Regions from separate parts of the Mus musculus genome. Here regions 1 and 2 are each linked to region 3. A link is a contact called in public HiChIP or PLAC-seq and promoter capture Hi-C data. All regions are on one chromosome and are shown on one strand. Each heading gives the region's core, a stretch centred on a gene start, on an enhancer-like site or on the middle of the called end of the contact. The rest is flanking DNA. Distances are from core to core; before and after follow the strand shown. Region 1 holds the start of Kdm2b (lysine (K)-specific demethylase 2B). Region 2 holds the start of Psmd9 (proteasome (prosome, macropain) 26S subunit, non-ATPase, 9). Region 3 holds the start of Ccdc62 (coiled-coil domain containing 62).

The links. Promoter capture Hi-C pulls out the DNA fragments that hold promoters and counts their contacts. HiChIP or PLAC-seq counts read pairs in DNA pulled down with a chosen protein or histone mark.
Region 1: a promoter capture Hi-C map of liver shows a contact between it and region 3, with 2.7 times the contacts expected there. The contact joins the promoter of Kdm2b here to the promoter of Ccdc62 in region 3. A contact is called at or near these places in 3 of 39 promoter capture datasets (hippocampal neurons, liver and pre-B cells) and 1 of 9 other capture datasets (pancreatic islet).
Region 2: a contact with region 3 is called in a FOXA1 HiChIP or PLAC-seq map of pancreatic cancer cells. The contact joins the promoter of Psmd9 here to the promoter of Ccdc62 in region 3. A contact is called at or near these places in 3 of 39 promoter capture datasets (liver and pre-B cells) and 2 of 115 datasets of contacts at active chromatin or transcription factors (astrocytes and pancreatic cancer cells).

What each region holds. Positions count from the first base shown.
Region 1 is chr5:122,986,753-122,991,350 of GRCm38.p6, reverse strand. It overlaps Kdm2b (lysine (K)-specific demethylase 2B), which reads left to right and starts at 2,252. Exons shown (of 23, transcript NM_001003953.2): 1 at 2,252-2,483; 2 at 3,545-3,689. The coding sequence starts at 2,451. It overlaps A930024E05Rik (RIKEN cDNA A930024E05 gene), which reads right to left and starts at 1,997. Exons shown (of 3, transcript NR_045820.1): 1 at 1,260-1,997.
Region 2 is chr5:123,225,274-123,230,164 of GRCm38.p6, reverse strand. Psmd9 (proteasome (prosome, macropain) 26S subunit, non-ATPase, 9) reads right to left here and starts at 1,975. Exons shown (of 6, transcript NM_026000.2): 1 at 1,721-1,975. The coding sequence starts at 1,858.
Region 3 is chr5:123,927,745-123,932,199 of GRCm38.p6, reverse strand. It overlaps Ccdc62 (coiled-coil domain containing 62), which reads right to left and starts at 1,511. Exons shown (of 13, transcript NM_001134767.1): 1 at 1,340-1,511. The coding sequence starts at 1,501. It overlaps Denr (density-regulated protein), which reads right to left. Exons shown (of 8, transcript NM_026603.4): 8 at 3,368-4,455.

The sequences.
Region 1 (4,598 bases), core at 1,003-3,502, 940 kb after region 3:
GGGACAGGATCAAATCAGGTGACCGATCAACCTCTGCCCACTCTACAAACGTGGCTCACTTCTGACTTTTTCCAATGCCAGCCTTTGGGGGAACTCAGAAGCCACAGGGAGTGGAAGGGGGTTCTGGGGGGAAGGGAGAGACTTCAGGGAGGAAGATGAACGAAAATCTCCAGCATCCTATTTGACAGTTTTGCTTTAATTCTGTAATCCACTGATTCTCAACCCTGGGCCCCTCCTTTATTTCATTCTGAAGCATAAATGAAGTCGGTGGACATTTGAAAGGGTAAGCAGCATGACTGAGAGCGAGTCGTTTCTGCCTTTCTGAATCCCAGCATCCTCACTTACAAAGCAGAGCAACAAGGCCATGAGACATCCCCTTCAAACGTATTCTTTCTCACAAGAAGAGCCAGATAAAGTGGTCCACATCCCCATGTCAATGGGTATGGAACCCAGGGCCTTAGGCTTGCTAGGCCAAATATCCCAGGACTGCGTTACAGCACCAGCTGGCCCCTGGTTTTCACAGGGATGGTTAGAAGGGCTGCCCAGAGAATGCAGCTGAGCCAACGTAGATGTAGTTTCAGTTTGGTGACAAACTTGGTGTTTGTCGCCTCATCTCTACGTAGATTTCTACCGATAACGTGCATGGATGGAATTTTTAAAAAAAAATTCAAAGAGCAGATTTGGGGACAGGTGGAAAAAAAGTACAGACCGATAAGGCAGGAAATTCTGACGTAAGGGAGGGTGACGATGTGTGGTTCACAGCTGATTTCAGGTGGCAAGGCCACTTCCTCCCCGTATCTGTCTGAACCAGTGCTCTTGACATTGGGACAAGATAAAAACAGCAGTCACCTAAACTCATAATTTCTTGAATCTGGGTTTCTCCAGGGTGCAAAATGACCTGCTTTAGCTTGTACGCCAAGCTAGCGTCACCTGGGAGGTCTCTCAGAACATCCTTGTGATGCTGTCATTAGGCCCTTGCAAGAAAGGAAGAGGCCCGGAGGGAAACAAAGTTTAGGGCCAGCATTTCTCTCAACTTAAAGGAATTCCAGGACCACTGAGGGTCAGTCAATTCTGGAAGCAGTCACAAGCACTACTTAAAAGACGGAGGAACATTGGGGATCTGCTACTCCAGGAATATTCACAAAGGCTGCCCCCCTTCTCCGCTGAGAAACAATATGGATCAATCAAGGTTGCTGTACCCCAGAAAGCCACAAACAACCACCACTTTTCTCTTAAACTGCCACACGAGAGAGGCTTACCTTTTGCCTGCCTGCATTAGAGACGCTGAATCCGATTCTCTATTCCCTCCTGTGTATCGATTTATCTCTTCTCAGCGAGTGTAGAGACTTTTTTTCCTTTCTCTTTAAAAGCCCAACTTCTATTTCAGGGCTGTACTACCGAGGCTATCCGAATGAATGAACCAAAGGCTTTCTTCCGGTCAGCTGCAGTCTGAAAAGGCTGTGGACTGGCTGTATTTCCTGTACCTGTGCGTGTGTCTCCATATTATTATTTCAGCCCCGGGAGTTTAAAAGTTATGCAGTCTGTACAGATACAGTGCTGAGGTAATTTCTTTCTGAGCCCCTCAGATGCCTCCTCCATATGGCAGGTTCGCAAATGGATAAGGGTCTGGACAGGCTGGCCCCTCCCCCCAGGCATGCAGTAGAAAAGCAAAACAGAAAAAGAAATCACACATACAAAATACTTTGAATTTAGGTCGCCAGCATAGGTAATGAGGAAAGGTGGGTGAAGGAAGAGAGGGACAGCCCTGCGTAACCCAAGCAAGAGGGGGCAGGGGCAGAGGTGGGGGGTCGTTTTGGGGGGTGCCAGGCCCCGGGGGCTTTCACGCCAGCAGGCTTGGCTAGCATTTCCGCGCCTCCCGCTGAGGCCATCCGTGCAAATCTGCACCTCCCTCCCCACCCCCTCCTCTCTTTCCCTCCCTCCCTGCCCCGCCATCTCTGGGATGCGCCCGCCGCCTGCAACTCAGCCCTCCAAAAGTCAGCTCCCGGGCGGCGGCGGCGCCTGCGTGCAGAGGCGCACTCGTGACCCAACAACAAAACAGCGATGCCAAGGCGCTAACAGCGCCCGGTGCGTCCCAGGCTCCCTTCTGGCCCCACACCTCCTACGGCTGCGGTCCCCGACACCCCCAACCCGAGCCCCCCCTTTCCCCAACTAGCCTAGCCGCAAGCTCCGAGCGCGATCGGCAACAATGTTTACGTTCCGGGGATTATGACGTCGACGCCTCCCCCCCCACAACTGCTGAAAATGGTTTCCTAGGACTTTGCAAACGGATCTGCTTAAGTGTTGGTGCAAAACTTTGTAGATATCGGCTCTGGCTTGCTCTATTTATTTATTTTTTTGCTTTCTTTTCTTTGGTCTTCCCTCCTTTCCCCCTCCGCCAAAATGCAGGGGGCAGGAGTGTTGACAATTAATTGGTGAACTCTCCTAAAAAAATGGAGGCAGAGAAAGACTCTGGAAGAAGATTGGTGTGTAGCTTTTTTTTTCTCCCCCAAATCTGTATCTGGTATATGATCGATTTATCTATCTATTTATTTTTTTGGTTGTTTCTTGCTGCCTTTTCTTTCCTTTTCTGTATTTTGCAAGAGGACCGGAAAAAAATAATAAATTGCATGCAAAAGGAAGCAAGCAGCTTACTCCTCCAGTCTCTTGTGAGGCTCAGGGTCTCAGACACTTAAGTGGGGAGGAGGCAACGCCGAAAGGCGTGGAAGGGACTGAGCGGGCTCGGGGTTCGCCTGGGATCTGGGGGGCTGCGGGGCTCGGTGCTGAGCGGCGGAGGGAGGAGGAAGAAGGATGCGGGGAGTGGTGGGGGAGTCTCCTTAGGAAGTGAGTGTGCGCGCGCGCTCGTGGGGAGATGAGGCAGCTGCTGGTGCGTTTTGGGGTCTCTGATAGAAGCTTTGTGGTGGGCTGGCTGCCTCTCTCCCCCCACATTCTTAACCTCCTCCCCTCCCCTCCTCTTCTTGCACTAGCGGTCGGTCGGCGGGGGCCGTTAGGGTCTCAACCCTTCCGTTTCAGCTTTCCAGCTTTTCTGTAGCTCGGGAGCAGCTCCAGCCTTAGTAATGCCGCCGGCCCTGGGTTCCGGCTTCCCGGGTTGGCCGCCGTGGCCGCCAGGGCTGCTGTTACCGCGGAGCCGGTTGCTGCAGCGGCTTCTCTCGGGGCCTACATCTGCCCCGCCAGCTCATACCCGGAGCCCCCTTCAGGGGTTACATAACCAGGCTCCCAGTCGAGTGGGCAAAGCTTAGCACATCACTTGGCGTGGGGGCAGAGGAAAGCCCCCAAATACCATTTCCATAGCTTCCAAAGATGCAAGAAGGGATTGCTTCGTTTAAGGGCAGTCGGGCCTTGGGGGTGTGAGCCCCTTTTTCTGCTTTCCAGCATCTTTGGCATTTGCGCAAAGTTGCTCAGATTGCAATGCTGGGGTGCAGTGGGCGCGCGACTCTTGCACCTGTTCTTGGTGGGCCCAGGGTGAGAGGAGACCCCCCCAAGTCCTCTCAGTAATGTCCGGGGTTCTCTGGTTGGGTCCCCGCAGCGTGCGATTGACCGCCAGAGATACGACGAGAACGAAGACTTGTCGGACGTGGAGGAAATTGTCAGCGTCCGTGGCTTCAGCCTGGAGGAGAAGCTACGTAGCCAGTTATACCAGGGGGACTTCGTGCATGCTATGGAAGGCAAAGGTGAGGCACCCCCCTCTCCTGGCTTCACTCTGCAGAGGGCCAGCGCGCACGTGGGGAGGGAGCTGCCTGTGGCTGGGTTCGTATTTCGCGCCCGCGTCCCCCATTCCAGGGGATCCGGTGACGAAACGAGACTGAGCACCGGGGGTGGGGGTGGGGGTGGTAAGGGAGGAGGGCAGGCAGGAAGAGGGCTGGGCCTGGCGTGGGCCTAGGCCCTAACTGTACCCATCATTAGTACCAGGGTGGTCACTGCCAAGGGACTATTGGACTAAGAGGGACCCAGGGAGGGCGTGAGCGCAGCATCTTCACTCTCCCAAGCCAGTTGCGCTCTCTGTGCTGCCAGAGGTGCAGTGTCTGGCAGGAGCCCTTCCAGACATCCCTGGGACCATTGGCTTGACGGCCTTAGGTTTGAAGGCCCCCCAAACTCCTATCACCTGGGCCCCGCGGGTTAGGAACTGGAATTGGGTTTAGGCAGCGCCTTCGGTTGTTAGGGTTACGCCCCTTTGAGCTTTGAGTCTGAGCCTTGGGTCTGCAGTGCCTTTCTCCCTTCCTGGGCCCTGCCCTGCTGGATTGGAGAAGGGACTAAGTGGTTGTTCAGGGCATTATTGCCACTACCCCCTCCTCCCCAAGCCTGAAGCCTCTAGCGCTTTCTACAACCTTGACAGTCCGAATTAGGGGAGGCTAGTTTGTATATGTGATAAATTACCTGCTCAGGCCTGGAGCTAAGATCCCAGTTCCTTGGCAGTTTGAATGGAAGATTTAGGCACCTCTGAGGAGACAGGGTCTTTTTCCATGCCCGACATGAGAGCTCTGTGTTCTCTGGCCTTTCCGGTGTTAGAAGCAGAAGGTGGACACGCTTCGGTTTTTGAGGGACCTCCTGGCTTTGGGGTTCTCCCTGGCTCTCCTACTGAC
Region 2 (4,891 bases), core at 726-3,225, 700 kb after region 3:
TCTCCATGCTTTTGCTTGCTTCGGGCTGCAGGTATGCAACACCACACCCAGCTAAATAGTAAAGGGTAGGCCAATACCAAAAGACAATACGTGAGATGTCTGATTCTACTGGAGTTAGGCAAGTTACTGCAGTTTAAGAAATTGCTTTTTGCCAGCCGATGGTAGTGCACGCCTTAAATCCTAGCACTTGAGAGGCAGAGGCTGGTGGATCTCTGAGTTCAGGACAGCCAGAGCTACAAAAAGAAACTCTCATTCGAAAAACAAGACAAAACAAAACAAAAAATTGCTTTTTATCTGTTTTAAGCTTTACCAAGCCGGAGGCCTGTGACTTTAAACAAGTGACTTCTCCTTTCATACACACACACAGATATATGTGTATACACACACACATATACATACATACATATACACATACATATATACACATATATGTGTATCCATACATACACAGATATATGTGTACACACACACACACACACACACACACACACGGGTTTTTGTGTTTTTTTTTCTTTAAAGAGATTTGTGTCTGTTTAAACGTCTCCACGGGCGTGTGAACTTACACAGTAGTAAATTCTGGATCTCAACTCCAGTCCTTATGATGGCCAGTGCCTTTAAACCACTGAGCCATCTCTCCAGCCCCTGACTCCGCCCCTTTGAGCTTCAGGGACACAAGTTAACAATACTGCTGTGACAGTTTCCTGGCACAGCACACATACAAGATAGTACCTTTCAGGCACATGGTCAGCACCTACCTGGCCTGTAGAACCTCTATATGACACCGTCATCTGGCACCCATCACCCAGATGTCATTGTGCCCAGCAATGAGTGTGATTTAGCCTCCCCTTCCTCTATACACTGACTTGGGGTTTTATGAAAAATATATCTGCTTAGGAGGTAAACAGATCACAGAGCCAACCATTCCCCCTTCCTAACTGGGCAAGCATTGGCTCCACTCTGGCCCTGTTTCCCCTTTTACAGTAAAGACAATGTGCTTAATCTGGCTCCACTTAAAAGAGCAATTAGCAGAGGTGAGGGTTTTCTTAAAATCCAGAGTCTTTTCCCTATCCCAATTAGAGTCTGCATTTCATTTTTACTTTTCTTTTTTGTTTTTTTTTTTTTTTTTTTTTTTTGGTTTTTTTTTGAGACAAGGTCTAATATAACCCAGGACAGCCTCGAGCTTACTATGTAGGCAAGAATAACCCTCAAGTCCTGATCCCCCTGCCTCCACTCTCTAAACGCTGGGCTTAAATAGGGATGCCTCCCCTGGCTACAACGTGCATTTTAACAAGATGCCCAATTAATTCTCCCAGTTGACATTTATAAAGTCCTAAAGAAAAGCGGGTGGCGAGGCCAAACCTGGTAATGTCACCTACAGAAAGTGACAGTAGCGATTATCACTATGCCTCAGCAAATAGTCTATCCTTGCGACCGAGGCAGTTTCACTAAGGCCTATATCATGGTTGCACAGGCCCGCGATTCCCGCACTCAGAAAGATGAAGCAGGAGGATCACGAGTTCGAAGCCAGCTTAGGGGCTGCGTTAAAAACAAACAAACAAAAAACTTTAAAATGCAAAGTTAATGCTTCCGAAAATGAAAATTAATCCCACGTAAAGAAAAAATGCTTAAAGGGGCGTGTGGCACGCAGCAAAGACCCCCTCTAGGACACTGCTTGGCAGCGACCCCGAGCCTCGTCCGCAGGCCTCCCCGCCACACTCACGCTCTCCAGGACGTCGTAATTAGCCTTGATCTCCGCCTCGATCTCCTCCTTGCGTCGCATCAGATCCTGGATGTCGCTGACCGCGGCCGCACGGGCCTCGGAGGACTCTGCCCGGTGCGGAACGTCTTCACCCGACATCGCGGACCTCAAGCTAGAGTTCTGGGTTTCCCGGCTACGGACGCCAGCCGAGGCTGAGGCTACGGGTCCTCCCCGGGGCCAAAACAGCTCAGCCAACGCGCAAGTACGGAAACAGATGAAGGGTGGAGCTTGGAAGTGGGCGGGGTCACCGGCTAGATAGACCACGTGGTTTTCAGATGACCCGGTAGAGATAAATAGGCCCATAGAGGACATAGGTATTTACTCCCACTTTATCCTGACTCATTTCCACTTTTCTTGTTCATTCCTTTCTTTTTCATTCTGTCCCCGTCCCTCCATCCGTCCGTTTCCCCACCCCCCCACCCCACCCCGTTTTTCAAGACAGGGTTTCTCTGTGTATCCCTGGCTGTCCTGGAACTCACTCTGTAGACCAGGCTGGCCTCAAACTCAGAAATCCTCCTGCCTCTGCTCCCAAGTGCTGGGATTAAAGCCACCACATCTGGCTTACACTTTTTTTCATTCACTCATCTGAAGGCTGAGTAAACTGGATACCAGCTGTATAAATGTAAGAGGATCCAGTCTTGCCAACCTTGACACTTCAGTTCTTAACATCTACGAAGCCCCTGAGTGTTTGAAAGAGGCTTTCAAGCGATTTGTTTTTTGTTTTCTGTTTCTTTTCTTTTTCTTTTTCCAGACAAGATTTACTGCATCTCAGGCAGGCCTCTAACTCATTGTGTAGATGAAGGCGACCTTGAAGCTCTCCCCAAGTTTTTAGAATATTCTATTTCTTATTGTCATGATCACAGACACCCTCTAACCCCCCACTCCCATTCTATCCATTTCGCACCTCCCTCAACCTATCCTCATCAAAACTTCAAGACCTTTTTTTTTTTCCTTCTTTATAACCTAGTGTGCCCAGTGCCTTTGAGCATCTGATACTCCATCTGCTCCCTCCACAGGCAGGGATTACAGGCATGTACCACCAGGTATGGTTTATGAAATATTGGGGATCAGGAACACTCTACCAACTCAGCTATATCCCCAGCCACTTTCGGGCTGGGGATCCTCATGGTACAACCTATGTTCAAAGTTGGACCATTAACACCGACTATATATATTCCATGTGACCTTAAATAATTTCACCTTCTGCTCTCTGACCTTATTGTGTGACACTAACAGTAATATCTCTCGCTCTTTTTTTTCATTTTTATTTACTAATTTATTCCCTTTGGATCCTGATCAGAGTACACACACCCTAGCAACGTGTCTCTTAAGGGTGTCCAAGTATTTATTGACTTTCACCTCTGTCACGAGGTGCTGGTGTAACAGGCCCCCAGACCTTAGTACAACCGACTCCATAAAGAAAGTACCACTCAGGCTGGAAAACACAGCACACAGACAGCACCACCTGCCAAAACTAAAACAAAGCCGGAAGCCATCCAAGTCCACAGCTGTGGGAAAGTCTCTCCATGCACGAACCTTGCTTTTTGGCTTCAGTGGTTGTGCTCCTGGCTAATTGCTCTTGTGAACTAAGGTATATCACCCCAGGACCCGGTTTTTGTGCTCAAAAAGCTTACCCTGAAAAAGGCTCAGTGCTCCACTGGGGTCCCAAACACTTAGTGTTGTACTGGCTCACTAATAAAGACTATCAGATTAAAACTCTATCTGAGCAGTCTCCTCTCATGAATTCCCCACAAGACTGAAGTGGTAAAGAATATGAAACTGTGTCAGGCCTCTATAAATGTAGGTAAACATAGAAACTGGGGTGTGGGGTAGAGAGATGGTTCAGAGGTTAAGAACATACTTAAAGCTCTTGCAGAGGGCCTGGGTTCCCAGTACTTACATGGAAGCTTACAACTGTCTGTTACTCTAGCTCCAGGGTCTCCAATGCCCTCACCTGACCTCCACAACCATCCAGCACGCACTTAGGACACATACGTATATGCAGGCAAAACACTTGCACACTGTCTTAGTTAAGGTTCTATTGCTGTGATAAAATAGCATGGCTGTGTTAGTCAAGGTTTCTATTCCTGCGCAAACATCATGACCAACAAGCAAAGTGGGGAGGAAAGGGTTTATTTAGCTTACACTTCCACAACAATGTTCATCACCAAAGTCAGGACTGGACCTCAAGCAGGTCAGGAAGCAGGAGCTGATGCAGAGGCCATGCAGGGATGTTCTTTACTGGCTTGCTTCCCCTGGCTTGCTCAGCTTGCTTTCTTATAGAACTAAGACTACCAGCCCAGAGCTGGCACCACCCACAAGGGGCCTTTCCCCTTGATCACTAATTGAGAAAATGCCTTACAGCTGGATCTCATGGCGGCACTTCTCCAGCTGAAGCTCCTTTCTCGGTGATAAATCCAGCCCGGGTCAAGGTGACACAAAACCAGCCAGTACAAAGGCCAAAGCAATGTAGGAAGGAAAAGCTTCATCTGGCTTACGTTTCCTTATATAACTGTTCATCATTTAAGGAAATCAGGACAAGAATTCAAACAGTGCAGGAGCCTGGAGGCAGGAGCCAATGGAGGTGTGCTGCTTACTGACTTGCTCCTTGTGTCTTACTCAGCCTATTTTCTTATAGAACTCAGGACCACCAGCCCAAAATGGGTAGAACACACTCCCATCAATAACTAATTAAGGCAATGCCCTACAGGTGGAACTTAAGGAGGCATTTTTTCAATTGAGTTTCCATCTTCCTTTAGACAACTCTAGGTTGCATCAAGTTGACATAAAACTAGCCAACTCACATACATATGATAAAAATAAAAATTTTTAAATAGTAATAAGGAGGCTGGAGAGATGGCTCAGCAGTTAAGGGCACTGACTGCTCTTCCCAGGTTCAACTCTCAACATCTGCATGGCGGCTCACAACTGTCTGCAACTCCACCCTCTGACACCGTCACACAGACACACACTCAGGCAAAACACTGATGCACAGGAAGTATAAAGTAAGTTCTTTGGGTTTTTCTGGTTGGTTGGTTGGTTGGTTTTGATTTTTCAAGACAGGGTTTCTCTTTATTTTGTTTTTTAAAAAAGCATGTTTTTAAAAAAAATAGTAATAAGGAATGAGAGTTT
Region 3 (4,455 bases), core at 262-2,761:
CTCTTAGACAAATGCCCTATCACTGAGCAATATCTACAGCATTTGTTAATTATTGTTACTTCTGTGTATGAGTGCTTTACTGCGTGTTCATCTGTGTATCTTGCAGGCTCAGTGCCTGTGGAGGTTGGAAGTTGCTATCAGAACTGCTGACATTAATGAGTAACAATAGGGGGGCCCTGGGAATCAAACCTAGGTCTTTTGGAAGAGCAAACGGTTCTCTTAACCAACCATCAAACCATCTCTCTAACCTCCACAGCCTTTTATGGAAATAACCTTTTGAGACTTAGTCTCACTAAATTGCCTTGCCCAGGGGCTCACTCTGAGTCCTTGAAATTTCCAGACTCCACAATAGCTGGAATTACAGACCTATAGTCGTCATAAGTGCCTGGAGTATAGTAATCACTCAGCATTAGCTATCATTATTATTATTAGTTACAGTTAGACAGGGCCTTGCTATGCAGCCCTGTCAGTTTTGCAAACTGGCCTTGAACTCACAGAACTCAGATGCCAGCCGGGCGTGGTGGCACATGCCTTTAATCCCAGCACTTGGGAGGCAGAGGCAGGTGTCGGATTTCTGAGTTCGAGGCCAGCCTGGTCTACAGAGTGAGTTCCAGGACAGCCAGGGCTATACAGAGAAACCCTGTCTTGAAAAACCAAAAACCAAACCAAACCATACGGTACAGAATTATGTTCTGTTTTTGTGTAGGAAAGGTGGGGACTGAACTCGCCCCATGCGTGCAAGACAACTCTACCACCAAGCTAAGCGTAGCCCCCAAGTTAAAGATATTTAACGTTGGGATATGACGGCTCACACGGATATTCTCAGAACTCAGGAGGCAGGGGGAGTTCAGAGCGATGCCAGCATGGTCTACCCAGGGCGTGGAGGGCACGACAAGTTCATAGGGCAGTCATGTATATGATTTCGGACAGTACTTTGAAAAAGACTTATAATGACTTTCAGTTACTAGTACCTAAATACACACACAAAAGAACTTGGAATTCCAAGTCACAGTACCTGGATTCCAGTCTATTAGGGGTGGCAGCGGGGGGAGGGGGGGACGGGGCTCAGTGGAGGTAACCAGGTAATAAACCCATCATACAAAAAGTGTTCGTGTCACCCTACACTGATACGTTAAGTGCAATCCTTGGGCAAATTCACTTTCGAGACTGTCAATGGGAAGGAAGAAGTCGGTCCACTCGCTAGGCTACTGTTAAATAAGCGAGGGAGGGCAATGTCCCTGCCAACGTTCAACAGCAGCGCTCCGGTGCTCGTGCCTCGTCGCTGGGTCCCAGCTAGGGCCGGCCTCTCGGCGCCCTGTCCCGGGGCGGCGGCGCTCACCTGGCGCCGGTATAAGGTCGCCGAAGGGTTCATGGATGACTCCCCCGCCCCCAGAGAGAGTTGGTGCCAGCAGCGGGTCACCTCCGAGACGCCATAGGCGCACGGCCGCAGCGGCGGGGGCAAAGCCACAGCCCAGGACGGCGCGCCCTCAGAGCTACGCATGCGCGCATGCGCACTCAAACCGCCGGGCCAGCCGGCGGGCCGCACTCGGACGTTGCGCAGGAGTGATGCTCTCGCGAGACTTGCGCCTGTGCTCGCTCGCGGATCAAGAACGTGAACCTATATTCATTCCCACGCCGGAAGCCTTCGGCCCCTCTAAGGTTCCCAGAGCGTCGCAGCGGGAAAGACGAAGTGAATTAAAAGCCGTTTCTAGGTCCCAGTGATCCTGGGTCCCTCCCTGTGGATGTTTAGTCTGAAGAACCGGGCCGGGCTCTCAGCACTGGTCTGAACCAAGATCATTGGAGACAGAGGGTCTGCCAGTCAATCGATCATCGATCTGCTCTTAGTAGTGATGAGAACCGTGACATGTTATTATTTTTTAAAAAGATATTTTAGTAATTATATCATTAATATATATAATATATTTACTATATGTAAGTACACTGTAGCTGTCTCCAGACGCCCCAGAAGAGGGCGTCAGATCTCATTACGGATGGTTGTGAGCCACCACGTGGTTGCTGGGAATTGAACTCAGGACCTTCAGAAGAGCAGTGAGTGCTCTTAACCACTGAGCCATCTCTCCAGCCACATTTACCATAATACTGCTGGATCCCGCGGAGAAACGACGGAGACCTACGGGAATTCTGGGTCTCATTATTTCCATGTTTGTGCATTCCCGCATCAGTGCAACTTCCAGAGTCTCCCTCCAGAGGCCTTCCATCATCACCTTTGAGGCAGGTCCACCACTTATGCCAGAAGGGCTATCCAGCCATCCTCTTCCCAGGCTCTAGGATTTCGGCCTTTCGTTTTATGGTTGTTAGGGAGTCAGAAGGGGGTGGGGGCAAGCAGAATAACCCTGGACCCTAAGAGCTATTTCCACCCAGGCCTGACCACCTGAGAATTATCCTAGGATTCCACAGTGGAAGGAGAGAATTCAAAGTTGTTTTATCTCTGCACACCAACACACACTCACACCAAAATAAATGAACTTAAAATTATATGTGTGCTAGGGATCGAATCTCTGTCACCATCAGGATGCAAACTCTTTACCACATGCTACAGACCTAATAAAAATGTAGCAAATGAGTGGCGCACACCTTTAATCCCGGCACTCAGAAAGCAGAGGCAGGCGGATTTCTGAGTTCAAGGCCAGCCTGGTATCTACAGAGTGAGTTCCAGGACAGCAAGGGCTACACAGAGAAACCCTGTCTCGAAAAACTAAAAAGTAGCAAATGAAAAAGCAAAAAGATTAAAAAACTAGCCAGGTGTTGATCACACCTTAAATCCTTAAATCTCCGGAGTCAGAGGTCCTAGTTCAAGGCCAGCCTGGTCTACAGAGCAAGCTCTAAGACAACCCAAACCCAAAACAAAACAAGATTATGACAATTAGAATTAAAATCAACCTTTAAAACTAGGGGGAAGGTTAAATTTCAAGTGAAAGGAAAAAAGTCACATTATCAATAAGGGCAATTTTAGACTACTTTCTAGCAGTAACACCTGCTGATGATAAGGATAAGGGTTGAAAATGCATTTTTCAAGAACTGTTTCAGGTCTGGAGAGATGGTCTCAGTGGTTAACAGTGCTAAGTGCCATTCCCAGCATGCAAATGGGCAGGCAGCTCACAGCCACCTTTAACTCCAGCTTCAGGGGCCCCTACAGGTTCTTCTAGCTTCTGTTGGCATCGTACCCAAAGGGGGCACAGTCTGTGGACACTGACCTGTCTTCCATGAACACCGAGGGTGTAGTACCTATACCAGGACTCTTACAGCACCAAGAAACCACCACCAGAATACACACTGGATAGCCATGACTGGTGCACTTGATTTGCCAAATGTCCCCACTTAGCCAAATTCAGTTAGCGAAGAATTTCATTTTTAACTTCACTCTTATTTTTTTTTAATATTTATTTATTATATACAGTGTTCTGCATATATATCTGCATGTCAGAAGAGGGCACCAGATCTCATTACAGATGGTTGTGAGCCACCATGTGGTTGCTGGAAATTGAACTCAGGTCCTCTGGAAGAGCAGTCAGTGCTCTTAACCTCTGAGCCATCTCTGTAGCCCTTAACTTCACATCTTTATTACACATTTTATTCTAAGACTTTAAAGCAAACAAAAAAAGCATCCTTTCATTCAAGGAAGGATGTTTTCACATAATGATTTCGTGGACTCTACATTCTTGAAGGAATCTTTAACAACTTGTGTTTGTGACGCTACAAGCATGGTAGGTAAGCACTTCTGCCCAGCTACATATATTCCCACACTTAAGGCATTTAAAAGATAAAAGACTTTCACATGTTAACACCTGATTTTCAAAACTTAAGTTCACCCGATTCATTAAAATGACTAGTTTCTCAGTATGATAGTTTAATTGCTATTTCCCAAACTATAGACTGAAAACAGATAGAAGCTGTTTTTAACTGGTTAGAATTTTACCCCACGGTAAATAGGCAGAGTAAGAGTTCCTGGCTCTGCTGAGCATCTGTCACTCCCAACAGGAAGAATAAATGTCTAAAACAAATTTGCAGTCTTAGTCAACATCACCAAACAGGTTCCTAATATTCTTGGAAAAGGCATTTTCAAATATATAGTATCCTACCACAGGCTGCACCATTTCTGTACCCAGTCTGTACTATTTATAAGCTCCAACATTGTAACATTGCCTGGCACCCTCATCCATGAGTTGTATCAGGACTTGCCCTTAGCTTATGATAGTGTTGAAGTGGTTTACTGGGTCAAACAGTGCACAGGGTTCTAAGGCGTTTAACACACTGTACCAAGTAATCTCCAAACAGCTTGAGCAAACCTACCCACCCTGTGACAAAGTGGACTTTTGCTAATGAAGGAACTAATCCAACTAAAAGTCCATTAGAGTCTCACCAACCAAGGAGACACACTTATAGTAAGGAAATGAAAGACAAATTCTTCTGTGAAGTTTGCTCAGCTCTCTACCC